Linked DNA regions of Drosophila melanogaster: region 2 is linked to region 1. Evidence: chromatin contacts called from public HiChIP or PLAC-seq data. All regions are on one chromosome and are shown on one strand. Each heading gives the region's core, a stretch centred on a gene start, on an enhancer-like site or on the middle of the called end of the contact. The rest is flanking DNA. Distances are from core to core; before and after follow the strand shown. Region 1 holds the start of Vha14-2 (Vacuolar H[+] ATPase 14kD subunit 2). Region 2 holds the start of Osi2 (Osiris 2).

What was found. HiChIP or PLAC-seq counts read pairs in DNA pulled down with a chosen protein or histone mark.
Region 2: a CP190 HiChIP or PLAC-seq map of the Kc167 cell line shows a contact between it and region 1, with 5 times the contacts expected there. The contact joins the promoter of Osi2 here to the promoter of Vha14-2 in region 1. A contact is called at or near these places in 8 of 107 Hi-C or Micro-C datasets (the Clone 8 cell line, the D17-c3 cell line, the Kc167 cell line and 4 more) and 1 of 6 datasets of contacts at active chromatin or transcription factors (the Kc167 cell line).

The regions. Positions count from the first base shown.
Region 1 is chr3R:6,117,573-6,125,000 of dm6, reverse strand. Vha14-2 (Vacuolar H[+] ATPase 14kD subunit 2) reads right to left here and starts at 2,409. Exons shown (of 4, transcript NM_001260015.1): 1 at 2,291-2,409; 2 at 2,147-2,228; 3 at 1,822-2,027; 4 at 596-1,763. The coding sequence starts at 2,344. The coding sequence ends at 1,731.
Region 2 is chr3R:6,207,068-6,214,139 of dm6, reverse strand. Osi2 (Osiris 2) reads right to left here and starts at 4,767. Exons shown (of 5, transcript NM_001275374.1): 1 at 4,664-4,767; 2 at 2,326-2,680; 3 at 1,901-2,047; 4 at 1,612-1,751; 5 at 647-1,291. The coding sequence starts at 2,678. The coding sequence ends at 759. It overlaps Osi24 (Osiris 24), which reads right to left. Exons shown (of 6, transcript NM_141363.2): 6 at 6,462-7,072. The coding sequence ends at 6,959.

The sequences.
Region 1 (7,428 bases), core at 1,160-3,659:
CAAACTGCAGCAAAGTGAGCAGACTTCATGTAATGCAATTACGCATACGCCGCGTGCACCCCCCGCCCAGTGTGAATGGCATGTGCGGCTAATTAGGTCCTAAATGCTCCACGCCATTTTGTTGTCAAAACATGCCCGCCCTGAAAAAGATGGGTGGCAAATACTACGTGTCCAGATACTTGACAAACAGCCAGGTCTGTGTTCCCAACGGTCACAGCTCATTAATTCACAATTCAAAAAAATTCGAATATAGACATTTTGGCGGCATTTTCACATAGTAAGCAATGAGCAAAACAGCGATAAAATGGAATTCTCTATTCTTTGGTATAGAGAATAATTTTTTGATTGAGAATGGCACTGCTTTTGTCCTAGAGATGTAATTCCACCTTCCTGTCATGTATGGAAAAAATTTAAGGATCCCCCAAAAGTATCATCTGATGTTTTGAAAGAGGGCCGGGCGAACGAGAAAGCTTTGCAGACTTTTGGGGAGACTTTATTTTAATGGCGTTGGCAATACATGCATAATTGGGAAATTAGTACAAAGTGAATAACAGCTTATATAATATATAACTTATAACGCAGAAGGCATAAGTTTATGGCTACTTTAAGTAATTATCTGGAATAGGAGATTCATTTCCGTCGAGGCCTGTCGATCATAGAAATTTGACTGGTTGTAAAAATTCATTCTGTCCTTCATAGCTGGAAGTATTGACCAATGTCCCTATCCTTATTTAAAGTTCACAATTGAAATTGATACGTGGTGGCGTTGTATTAACATTAATAAGTCATATTCTTTATCAACAAAAGCATTAAATGTGTAATGTCATGCTGGGCCAAACTTCATAGCAGCAATTGCTTGTGAATGTCTTTTAGCCATTATTAAAGCATTATATAGCCAAATTTCGGGCGGGATTCGTGTGTTGGAGGTGCGGAGTTTTGCCTGCTTGCTGCGCTTTTATGGGGCCAACAGGGAGGCTTACGTCCTGCTCTATCTCTTGATTCTGGGGGCTCGGTTCTAGCAAACTTGTCACTGGAGCAGAAGTTTCTGAATGCATTCTCGGCGCCAACTTCTTGGTGCGAAAAGTTGGCGCAAAATACTTTGCTCGAATATTGTTTTCGCATGCTTTTGTTTCGCTAAGCAGCCCGTAAGAAGCCGCTTTCCCCGACATTCGCTGCAACTGGGTCCAGATCCAGATCCATCCAGACAACGTAAACTGTGCTGTCTTTTTAAGAGTTTTTATTTTGCCAGGTTTTTGTTGTCCCTTTTTGGGTTCGCCGTTTTGTTATACTTGGTTTTATTCGGTTTTCTTCTGGCATTTTTGCCATGTATTGGCATTTCAGCGCTTATTTGTATCGTTTTCGTTCACTTTGTTGGTACTTTGCTATGGCTTTTCTTTTTCTTTTGATTTGTTTTTGTGCGGTTGCTGTTTTCAATTTTGTTGCAAGCGCAAGGTATTTTTGTTGCTTTTCTCTTTTTAGATTGTTGCTGGAGTTTTTTTTTTTTGGGCAATTTCCTTAAAACGCATGAGCTGAAAAGTTGCCCCATGTATGTATAAGCTTTATTTTCCCCCATCATTTCTTTGTGAATATATCTATGTTTGTGCGTATATATTTTCGATAACTGTTCCAACGACATTGTATCACCAGCATTTGGTATGCATTTGAAAACTATGCAAAATCCTTCATTAAACTTCCCCACCTCCCCAAAAGTGACTGCCAAAACTGAGCCGCTAGTAGTGCCTCTCGGGCGGAGTGATGACTCGCTGGAGAAGAATTGGTAAGGACTTGGGGCTAACCCTTTGACGGTGCAGGATAACTCACTTGAGCCCGCTTCAGAATCGAGTCCCTGGAGGAATCGTAGGGATGCTGTTTCGAGGGAATCTCCAGCACAGTGGGAACGGCCAGATTGTGAGCATCGACAGTGGGTCGAATCATATCAGCGTAAACCTGGTTGATCAGAATAATGACTATATCCGGTCGCCTCAGGAACTTTTTGAAACACTCTTCGATCTGCTTAGGGGTGGTGTCTGGTATACAATGAAAAACGATAAGAGAATAATGCGATAACTGAAAGTACCAATTACAATTTTTGGTCTGATATATAGGAAAGCTTGATAGCCCTTTTTGAGCTTAGAAATGAAATTACCTCTTTCCACGACCATGAAGTTGGTCTCTCGATCCTCGTCGACCTCTCCAATGCCACCCAGCAGAAAGCCGACACACGTGTCCTGGGTAAATTGTGTGTGGGTGTGGACATATTGATTTGTAAATATTACTTTTAGGCTCAAACCTCATCGCCAATCACGGCCAAAAGGCGTCCCAGATCCTCTGTGTGCGACGACATATTTTCTTGACTGGAAAAAATATCTTAAAATTGTAACTGACAAATGGAAACAAGCATCTAAGCCAACTGATTCTTAATGGTAATCTCTAAAGAATAACTTACTTTTCAAAGGCTTTGCCATAACTAGATTATCGTACCAAATAAAAATGTATAAGTCGCATTTGTTTCTGCCATTATACGACTCATTCATTAGAGTGGTAGAGTACATGTGCATCTGCCGCCGATGACAAAACAATTGTTTCGGTGAAACGGATGTAGAACAGGAACGGAAAATGGGGAAAACTGCACTTGACAGCCATGCCGCATTTGATGGCAAAACGCTGGCTGCACTTCGCTGTTTGTTGTGTTGTCGAGCGTAAAACAAGTTTTATAATTGTTTAAAATGTTTGCTTTGCCGCTGTCCACTGCAGTGCAATTTTATAACGAATTTCTGTCAGTTGCTGCTCAAAACTTAATCGAAAACATTGGTTGGAAAGCGGCGAACTGTGTGTCAAATTGCCGGCTCACTCCCTTCAGCTCCGCCGTTTACGTAATGTCAACAGCTCCTAATTGGATTAGATAACTTCCCGAAGGGCTCAGCCAGCGAATGACACGCATAGACCTACGCCCACGAAACTGACGCACATATCACCTTCGTACCCATTGTCCCCTTTAAAGCAAATCGCCTTAGATCTCGACCCAAAGTCCCGGCCACCAAGTTGGTGTTACGTGTTCGCCAGGCGGCCTAAACCCAAATGCCTAAATGCGGCTAATTGCCGAGCACGACTTTCGACAGACCAGCTGCCACTTGAACCCAACACAACACTCGACTCCCAATTACAGTTAGCGTTTTTCAAATCAGCTCTAATTGTTTAAAGTTTACAGTCCACATATCAATAGCCATCGTTGTTGTTGCCGGCGTGTGGCATAACTAATTATGATTAATGCTTCAAAGCCAGCCCCTGACATTTGCTATTAATTGACAGCTGGAGCAACAGCTCAAACACCTGCACTGGAAGAAACGCGTGTCATTTCCAAGTAGTTAAGCCACTCGTGCAGAAGCTGTAAAAGGAGAACATCTATATTATTTAAATATAAATAAGTTAAAGCCGATCCTGGTAATAAATATTTAATATATTGCATTCCTTTTAAAAGATTTGTTTAAATTTACCAATATTGTTGAACACTGATATCATAAAATACAAGCATCTGCAGACTAAACAAGTTTTTTGGTATAAAACATTCAAAATATTGTTGGCTAATCTGCTTTTTTATTTGTATTCACAATTTCCCTTATTATTCCGCGATATTTTTTTTTTTTTTTTTTTTTTTTTTTTTTATATATTTATTTATTTAGAAGCGATGAATCAATACAATGCAGTAACAGTAACATAACAGCGCAATTAACATATAAAAGATAAAACCAAACCTCTCACTACTCATGTGAGGACTTACAACTATGTATTCCGCGATATGAAAAATCATTTAATGATTAAAAAACATTTTTGCTAGAATAGTCACCGACTTAAGTGTCAGGCAATTCTTTTCTGTGCATAATGCACCCGAGGTGCATTGAACTTTCAGCCAGGCGGAAAACTGTCATTGCACACAGAGACCGGCAATGAAACTGAAATTCCATATGTACTGGAACCAAAAACTTTAAGCTCCAAGACAAGCCTCAATCGAATCCCATCCCAGCCAAGCCATCGATGCTCTGGCCCGCTGACCTTTTTCCACACATTGCGATTGCTAATGGCGGAGCCATCGAATTCCAGCTACAGCGGACTGGCCTTCCCCAAACTTACAACCGGCAATTCATGCTACCGGTTTTAGTTTATTGACTGCCTACGGCTGGACTACTGCCAACATCACCAGCCGAGGCAACATCATCCGCAGCAACAGCAACAGTGTGTCAAATGACTTTTGCTGGCCGGCTTCTTAAATATGGTCATGGCGGCATTTGGCATTTAGCTTGCTGCGTCTAGAAATTTTCACTTATGCCCGACACGTTTTGCCTATTTTCCCGCTTTGGGTTAGCTGGAAATTAAAATTTTGATTTCGTGTGCGAGTGCGAGGTTCTGGGCTACCCATTTTTCGACGATTGCCCATTTTCTCTTTTTTTGTCTAGATTGTGTGACATGCATGAACTAAAGGCACTGGCTTATAAAATAAAGGGAATTTCCTTAAGATAAATAACGGAATACTCGTACTTTTGATTGATGTATTTTTCATCTTTATGAAGCTTCTATCTAATAATAAATGGCATTAAGGGCCTATATAGAAGAAATATGATCTATTAATACGAAATGACATATGTGCCCATAAGAACATCACACCTCAAGTTTAAAAAAGAGGTTGTTTTTAAAGGTAACTGATACAAAAATTAGAAGTCACCGTTCAGCAGCTGCCATGGTCTGCTGTGGGATAGTCTGTTGCTAGGGTTGTGCGAGATCGGATGGTGTACATAGTCGCAGGTGTATATCCCCGGCTGGATCTCACGATGGTGTCTTCTGGTCGGGATTCACTTGCTCTTTTGCCTTTCGGCCTCTCGGTTTGAGTGCGCCTGAACTTTGTGAAGGCATTTGGAAGCATCACCGAGTGCAAGCACGCCTCTTATTTATTTAGCGCTTAAAATACCATAGCATTTGCGGGATTATATAAGGGAACCTGCCACCGCCGCCGCCACTGCTGCTCCGCATGCACATCACGCAAATCAAGTCAAACCGAAAAACCTAAAAATCAAAAAACCGAAAAATGGAAAAAAATTCGCAATACGCTTTCTTCTGAGCTCAAATGATTCGCAACAAAATGAAATGAACCTTACAGGGCGCGTATCGCGCTACTGCTGCTTGTGATGTTTCTGCTGTGCCGTTGATTATTCAACAATTTTATTGAAAGGTAAATAGGCGCTCGTTCACAAGAGTAAGAGCTATAATCACAAGAAAGCCATGTGCGAAATGTCAAATGCAGGCGAACCGAAGGCAGTACATGACATCGACATTAACGTCACGGCACCGACATCGGCCGATATATCTCCCTGCCATTCACTTCAGTTGCCAGGCTGACAACACACTATATTACTATATGCACTCTCTCCGCGCGACTGCCAATCAGTTGGGCTGCGAATGAAATTCGCATAATGACAATATAATAAACATTGGCAAAGGCCTTGTCAGCACGACTAACCGCAAATGATCGTTAGCCAGGACCATCGCAGTTTCAGAATGGCAGGGAACAGGAAGTGCAGGGCTAGGCCAAAGACCCTAGTCTATTCTAGTGTCTTTGGCAAGGCCCTCCCTTCCTTCACCGATTGGAATAGGTTTTTCGCGTATGACCACATCTAATTAAATGGGGTGTTAAATGGGTAAACTGGAAACTTTTGATTTTTATACATATGCCTATGCCTATAAAGCTGATGTTTCCTACCCCAACATACGTTTCTAGACATTTTTTAAGGGAATTATATTATTACGGTGCTGGTGGAAATCCATTTACAAAATGGTAAGTAAGTTGTTCATTAAACATCGGTATAATAAATATGTAAAAGCATTTGCAACTAGACAGTATATTTATTATTATTATTATTATTATTATTTAGCTTTTGTTTCCATTAAATTAAATTATTAAAATAATCTTAATTATTTCAAAGGAGGTAGAAGTTTCTGTCATATTGGCATCGAAGAACATATCCTCAAATTTTTCTTCACATAAATCATACGATTCAAGGGCAGTTTTTCCGCAGTGTACTTGCTTAATTGAGCGGGTGGTAACTGTTAATGTGCAGTTGGTTATTATTCAGGACCGAAGCCAAAAATCGTGTCAATGCATTGAACGCAGTTCTCTGGGTTGATGACCCCTGCTGAATGAATAAAACCGAACGTCACTGCCCCACCCCCGAATTAAAGCCCCGTATTTGTGGATTCCATTGACGAACTGGGTCACCATGTGGCCACCGAGTTGGCTGGCTGGCGGCGTTTTGGCCTTATTGGAGCTAGAAACTGGAGGGCGGGTAGTGCCGGTGGCTATGGTTGCGGCTGTGGCGGTCAACAGCCAGCGGAACCGTTAATAGAAATGCATTAGAATCAAAGCGTTTTGGCGTTTGTTCCAATTCTGAGAGCATGCCGCACATTAGTCTCTAGTAATGGCCGTCTGCAAATCACGCTACGAATCACAATTTATCAAGAAACGTCACGTAATTACCAGTCGACGCCAACTACAAGATACATTGACAGTTGTCGAATACACACGGTTCAGCCGGTTCTTTTCGAACTCTGAATTCCCAGCAGATGTCTCCTCTGCGGTGCTGACAGATGCGTTTGATTTGTGAGTTCCATCCCAGAGCCAGGGCCAGAACCCAAAGCCAAATCCATGTCTCGTCTTCCACAGATTTGTGGCTCCATTGTGCTCTGCCTTATTTCGTATTCCAATCACAAAGGCGTTGTCAAAGCGGCGACAACAACGACGCCAAGCGCTGTTGCCAGTCCTCCAAGCAAAACAGTTTCCGACACACTGTGTAGGAGCCCCAGAAGCCAAGAACCGATCGACACGTCACTCTCCACAGAGGTTGGCTCAAAAGTGGGACCAGGGAGCCAGGGGAAGTTCCAGAACAGAATAGCAGCTGCTCCTCCATCTGAAGATGGGAGTGTTGGCATTAGAAATCGCCCAGACCTGTAAGGCCTACCATCTCAATAAGAAGTGGAAGGCCCACGTAAGCCCGAATGCTATTGCATACTAAAAAAAACCGTTGCTCAGCACAACATTTTTTATTAAATAGTATCCACACAATACGCTCGATTTAGATAATGTCAAAGCTTCATTACTTTCTTAATAGTAAACTAAAATTGTACAGCTAATAGTCATAAATTTATAACCAAAAATCCTCCCTGTATCAAATAATTTGGCTTTTAAACTTGCATAATCGACACCGAGTGATATTAATAGTATCGATCGAATAGTTTTTGGTTTCCACTAAGATGGTATTTACTTTTTCTCCCTCTTTATATGGTAGATAGTAATCGTTAGGCGTGTGCAAAAACCTTAATGAGCATGCGTTCCCTAGGCCGGTCCTATAAATAGTTTTCCAGAGATGAACATGCCGAAGATAA
Region 2 (7,072 bases), core at 3,518-6,017, 87 kb before region 1:
TATTGACTTTGAATTGGCCAAGCCAATCGGAGGAAGTTAGAGCCGTAGTGAAGTGTTATAAAAAGTTAAAAAACATAAGCATTCCAGGGAATTTTGAACAATTTGGTTTTTATAAATAATCACAGCCTTAAATATAGATAATATATATTTAAGCAGTACCCTAGATGACGAAATAAATACATCATATATACACGTTACAATCCTGTATGCCAGCAGACAATAGCTTAGATAAAAAAAAATTTCAATGTCAACAATCCAGAAGCTTTAAACTCCGGCAACATACAGGGCTTGAACCAATTTGGATTATGTTTAAAAAGAAAAGATAATCTGTAGCCACGGGAACTTCGAGCTCCAGATGATTTATTGCGATTTTCCCAAGCTCAATGGCAACCCTCGCTGAGACAAGCAAAGCCAAAAAACACGCCAGTCCACTTTTCCTCAGCTTCTTGGCTTAGCTTTTCATTGCCTTAATTAAAAGCTGCTTTTTATATTTATCGGCTTCGGCGCGAGTAAAAGCAGAGCAAGTGCAGAATTTGAAGACTCGTTTTGTAGTGAAATTTTTGCCGTTAATTGGAAACAGCTCTAGACCTCTGGCAAAGGAAACTATGGATGGCATCCTTCCTGTCCCAGTGCGAAATTCCTGTTTATTTTACAAACTTTATTTTATTTACAATTAGCGTAATAAATATTCTTATAGGAATGCAACAAGGCCGAAGGCCGAATAAATAACAACGCGGAGGTGGTTGGAGTCCTCGAAGTTAGCTCTTCTGAGGCTGTTGCTCGGCGACAATGTCCTTGCCGGAGTTTCGTCCATAGTATCCGTTGTAGGCCGCCTCCTGCGGATCCCCGAAGCTGACGGAGTTGCCGCCAACCTGCTGGCCCTGGACCTGCTGGCCCTGGTAGCTCTTGCTGTAGTAGTCGGTGTAGGGCTTGGCAAAGCTTGGCTCCTGGCGGTAGTAAGGTCCTGGAGCGCCTCCATGGCCGCCCTCAAAGTGCTCGTGGTGGTGGTAGTAGGTGGCAGCTCCCACTCCCTGGGGGTTGTACTCGGGGAAGGTGTTCTTGCCGCCAAACAGGCCCGACAGTCCACCGCCGAATGCTCCTCCAACACCACCTGGCGGACGGCACAGCTTGAAGTAGGCGAACAGACCGGGCAGGACAATAGCGGCCAATCCAAGGATCTTCTTGAGGCCAGCGATTCCAAGGATGAAGGGCAGGAAGAGCAGCAACTTCAGCTTGAAGATCTTCAGCACCAGCAGCAGGGGAATGATCATCTTCTTCAACTTCTTACGCGCTGCAATGGGTTATATCAAATTTATTATTGTAATGCTTGAAACCTCGAGGAAATGTTAAGACAATTAAATTCTCAATCGGCCTAGTATTATTTTTATAAGTTCAATGTTCCATGTCAAATTTCAAATGTCATTGCATTAGGAAAAGTAAATTATGATTCAATTAAACATTAACAAATGTATTGCATTGAAAATATAAATTAGAAATAATTTTAAAATTAAAACCATTCCTGACTCATTTGCATTTTTATCTATTTCGGATATTTTTATCCGCATTCAAATTTCTCTTTAACTCAACATAAATAATAATATGTAGACTTACAGAAATGTCCAGCCCGCTGTCCATCATCAATGAGGTCCAGTTCGCCATCAATGTCGTTTCCGATGAAGCGTGCTTCATAACGACCGGCTTCGGTGAGTTCCTCGGGCCACTCGACCTCTAGAGCCGTGGACTTGATGAAGCTGCAAGGAAGCGGAAACATGTCCGCGAATGAGCATTTACATTTTCATAAAAATCTCATATTTTATGCAAAAGCCGGGCCAACTTTGCGGCCCAAATTAATTTGCATCCGGCACGAGCCGCAGTCATTTGGCTAATTGTGACAGCTTACCGTTCGGCCCTTCGGAGTCCATATTTCAGCAGCTGATTCCACTCGTCGTCGTCGCCACGTGGCTCCTCGGAGTACTCGAATGGCTCCTGCAGCAAGGACCTCTGCTGGGTTTCTGGCAGTCGCACCACACGAGCAAAGTCGGAGAGCCTGGAAGTTAAAGGGATTCTTGATTAGCCTTCTCGTCAAGTGGTGTGTAACGCAAGAAAAATATGCCTATAAAAGTACGCCTTAACAAACCATTTCCCTCTAGATGAAATTCAGGTCGAGAAACTATATTTTTTACGTTGAGATTGTTAAGGAAGCCATTCTTTTCAAGTTACCGTTCAAGGGAAAATATGAAAGAGGCATCACTAGGAGATTCCTCTTCCCCAAAGACAGCAAGCGATTATTCCGTTTATAGTTGTATATACAATCATAGCGCTTACTTGTACTGGTCCTTGAAGAAGATCTCGTCGAAGGTGTTGAGCGCCTGAGTCTTGAAGCACTCGGAGAGGTCGCCGCCGAGGCAGTTGCTGTTGGTCCTGGCCAGGAAGGGATCGTTGTCGTTGCCCAGGCCAAAGATGCTGAGCAGGGAGGAGCGTCCGCGTTCCTCGCCAACTCCTGGCTGCTGTGCCTGTGGAAACTGTTGTTGCTGCTGGGGTTGCTGGATCTGCTGAGCCGGTGGCTGCGGTGCGTAGACTTGCTGGATGTTGTTGGACGACTGCTGGTCCGGAAGCCGAAGACCTTCGCCAGCCACCAGAGTGGCGAGGGCCAGAAAGATGAGCGCTCTCATTGCCATGGCTGTAAGCAGGAGAAGATGAAATGACTTAAACAAAGCTACTGGCACAAGTTTCGTTCGAGCCGCTGAAGTTTTCTCTCAATCACCCGATTATTCCAGCATTTTTGGCTCCGTCTCGCGATGTCAAAAAAGAAGTGTATATAGGCAACTATTTGGCTACTGCTTATTGGCTTAACGGATCGACTCTCCACTTAAAACTGACACACTTTTCACATGGCTTAGCGGTCCCGATGGCTCACTGTGCAATTAACCGCTCAAACGTAATAACTCTCGCTTTCAAGCCAACTTGACCACGGCTTACCACTCTTTGCTCTTCGGTGTTTACTGCTAACTCGACTTTGGTTTGCTTAAATTTCTCGTGGAGCTTTCTGCACCCAAAAATACAGATAAACCCACAGATGAGTTGGACCCAAAGTGAAATGCCGGCGGACCGGTTTGCCGGCTTAACCCTTTGTCGGCAATGAGGCGGGAAATGCTCGTAATTGAATTCCGTGCTAGAGCGCATAAACAGCGGGCCTAATGTGCTTTAAAAAGGTCAGCTCAGTCTGGTCAAGCAGAAGTGCAGTGAGGCGTTCCTAATGCGCATTATTGACAGTGGTTCGCATACTAACGGTAGGCGATAAAATGTCTACGAGATATGTACTAACTCTTGGTCATAACAAATTATGTAAAATAAAAAAGGATTCGCAATAAAATATCTTTCATTCTTTGCCATTTCTTTATATTTCGTAACTTTAAATTGGATATATAGAGACATTAAAAGAGTTTCAATCCCAAAAAGGAAATTTCCATTCGACATGTGGCCCAACCACTGTATTAAGATGGACGCCAGCTGAAATCGCACGCGAAAAGTTCGTTATGCTTCAGGGGCTTTTTTGGCCAGTTGCTTTTACTTTCGTTAGGCTTTCGTTATTTGGGCCAAATACAGACCGGGACTGGGACTCATCAGCGCGACGCTTGTGTGGCAATCCGCTAGTGGTATAGGCGAAACTAACAAAGAATTCGGCTCGCCCACCAACTTTAAAGAACTTCAATGTCCACGAGAAGAAAAGTTTGTGGGACGCCAAAGAGTATGCAACGAAAAACGCTTTATGGCGCGAAAGTGAAAAGTTTATGGCAATGGAAAGTCAAGCACCCGAAAGCACACAATAAATTGCGGATGTTTATGAGGAATCGTAATTGGATGGGAATGGGTGCGGAAGATTTATGGATTAGTGAATCATTATCGCTTCACGGCGAATATTTTGCACAGTCGGAGTGGTCTTTGCATGGCTATGTCGAAAGCGGTAACAAATTTTGGTCACTGTGTCTGTTGTGTTTGTTTCGCTATTTGTTTTGCTTTTTCATTTGCATTCGCCATTGAAGGTCAATGAAATGTGGACTGGTGATGGTCGGTATTACGAAATTACAGTGGCAATAAATGGAAATGATGGCTTTATCGGGTCGAAAGATTTAACAATTTATGTACACCCTTGAATAGCTCTCGTTTAGCAATGACTATGCCTATTTTGAACTTCTACTACTATTTTAACAATAAGATAAATACAAGTCTGCATTCGTTGAAAATAGCACTCCCTAAACGACTATCTACTAATCTGAATGATATTCAATATATTTAATGAACCTTAAAAACAGTGGCCTTTAATTCATTTACCGTATAAATTAAACTATTGTACATTAAATTTACACATGGCCATGCTTGAAATTATATTAATTTTCTTTGCAAAGTGTTCCAATAATCACAGATATAAGGACTTCTCTGTTCAGAGAACTGAATTTTCAGAAAATTTTAAATTTGCAACCGCTTTATTAAAGTACGGTTAAAAGTTATTGGCCACAATCGAATGGTCGTTTAAATTGGTAATGCAATGCTGGCGTTTCCCACATCTATATTATTTGCTTATTACACAATTTATCGCAGTTCATTTCACTTCACTTCACACAATTTTACATTCTTTTTTCGAACGGTTTTTTCCGCTGTTTACCTTTTGCTGTTTCCTATAAGCGCCTGGGGTGATTTTGGTTAGGTATATCCTTGACGCGTTTTCCGAGCGACTCTGTCTTTCTGCTGGCCGAAAGCGACTGTGCCGTGGCTGCTGGACGGCAAAGATTTTATATGAAATGCGAGAAGTGGCGAGAGGAGGAGTCGGTGGCGAAGTCAACACATGGAGACAATAGCCCAGCCACTGTCGTCGCTTTTGGCCCGCAACGATGATGGCTAAGAGGCAGATCTCAACGCGGTCGCACTTGCGGTAGGTTGTGGATACGATCAGTCGATCGGGTTTACTTTTGACTCCGTGGGTGAGAGACAACGACCTGTGCTTCTTCGCGTCCGGCTGGGCGAGTCGAGCGTTCGTGTGCCTTGAGAAAATCCCAAAATTATTGTGGCGCACGTCGAGGCCTTGGCTTTAATTCGAGTTTGATTTAAAGAGCCAACAAACTGTTCAAGTGACTCATTCCGGGAAAACGTACGTCACAGTCGCAGGGATTATGCAACTCTTGGCCTCTTGCCTCACATACGATTATTACTTTTACTGCAAACTGGTTTTTGGAACGCCCACGTTTAAAGTCAGGGCGAAATGCGAACCAGAGGAACCTGCATCCAGTGAGTTTTTGCATTGTCTGCAATTTCCTGCGGCGGCAACTGTGGGCCAATCGTGGGGCAACTGGGCAATTCCCCATCTGGCTGCCACAAAAATCAAAACAGGCGGCACTGCTGCGGGTTTTCCCGCTGCCACACTCGCACGATTTCCCGATTTTCCTCGGTCAGCGGAGGCACGATCTGCCAACGAGGCCGCAAACAGAAGCCCGCCGGCGGAAATTGTTTCCGTCAGTTCGAGGGCACTTGTGTGCGGAGGCGTGGCCGGGTGCAAGGCTGCGGTCGGAGACGCTTTTGTTTTGCCGGACATGTTGCCCAAGCCGCGTAATTGAATCATCTACTTGGGCAGCCCTTTAAAGCATCTGACCAGAACATTCCGCATACATATGTAAACGTAAATAACTAGAAAAGAAAAAAAAAGGAGAAAATCCGGTAACAGAAGAGCTAAACACAATATTTGCAGCACTTCCTCTTCCACTGCACAGATTTGCGCCCTAAATAAATAAACCTAGCTCAAATTTCCGAAAATATATTTACGAAACAATACTACAAGTCGAAGCGAAACGCAGTAGTCAGTAGTAGTGGTATCTTTTATTAAATATGTATTACTTCATTGTCCACTTTTAATTAAACGAGACATTCCAGCACTATTAGTATTCAGGTATCATATACTCAAATTATTAACAAACTGCATGTTTTAAGTAAAATACTATAGCACACATTTTTCCAAAGTCATTCCGCCGACTTTTTTATATGATTTCTTAGTCTTTTGTTAGTGCAGATTCAAGGTTCTATACTTGTGTAAAATATAGATATTTTATCAAAAACGTTTGACAACATATCTTGCGAAAAATACAAATTGACTAACTAGTTTCGATTGCTTATTGTCACTAGGATCACTTCATTAAAGCTGAAAGCAATGAACCACTTAAAAGCACGTAACTTACATATAAATGCATATACTTACCAGACACTCAAACACATGTTTGCTTGTAATTAAGTTTCTTGCTGCCCCAAGTCCTTTAGATATTTCTGTATAATGCAAATGTTTGCACTAAAATAGGAAAGGTGTTTTCGAGCTGGTGTCGTCAGGCAAGCTCTTTCTCCATGCAACCAATTTAAACAGGAATTCGCTTAAGAAGCCATGCCCTTGTTTCTTCGCCCAATCAAGCGCAAAGAGATTTCAATAAGTTTGGTTTATTTCTGGTGGTACAACATGATTTTGTTGAATAATTTAAGGACATTGAACAATGCTCGCTGACTAATCGCATAATAACAACAGAATAAATAGTTAAAAATAGTCGGGTTAGGTTTAAAAATAGTCGTAGGCTAGAAATAAATACTTAAAATTCAGCTAAATGGCTAAAAATAACAGCATCCTCCAGTAATTGGTGCTGGTGCTAATTAAACTACGAAACAAACTTTTCTATTTACAGCGTATTAATGAAGCCCCGTCCCTGCCCCTGCGCACCAACCCCCACCCGCCGCCGACAGCTGCCGTCTGACGAACCTCTATATATGGCTAGGCTATCCTATCTAAAGTACGATTTGCATAATTACACCGCCCATCCCCAGAAGGCAGGCATCCGTCAGACGGACTTTTGACGTGACTCCCACGAACTTTGCTGTCATCTCGACCCCATACCGTCCGAGAGATGGCTCCGAGACCTTTAGACCCCGTCTACGCCAGCTTGCGGGCCTGGACCAGTTTGTTGATGTCGTTGTAGGTGGACAGCATTGCCGGGTTCTCGAGGTCCTTCAGCTCCTTGCACTTGGCGAAGGACTCGTCGCAGTC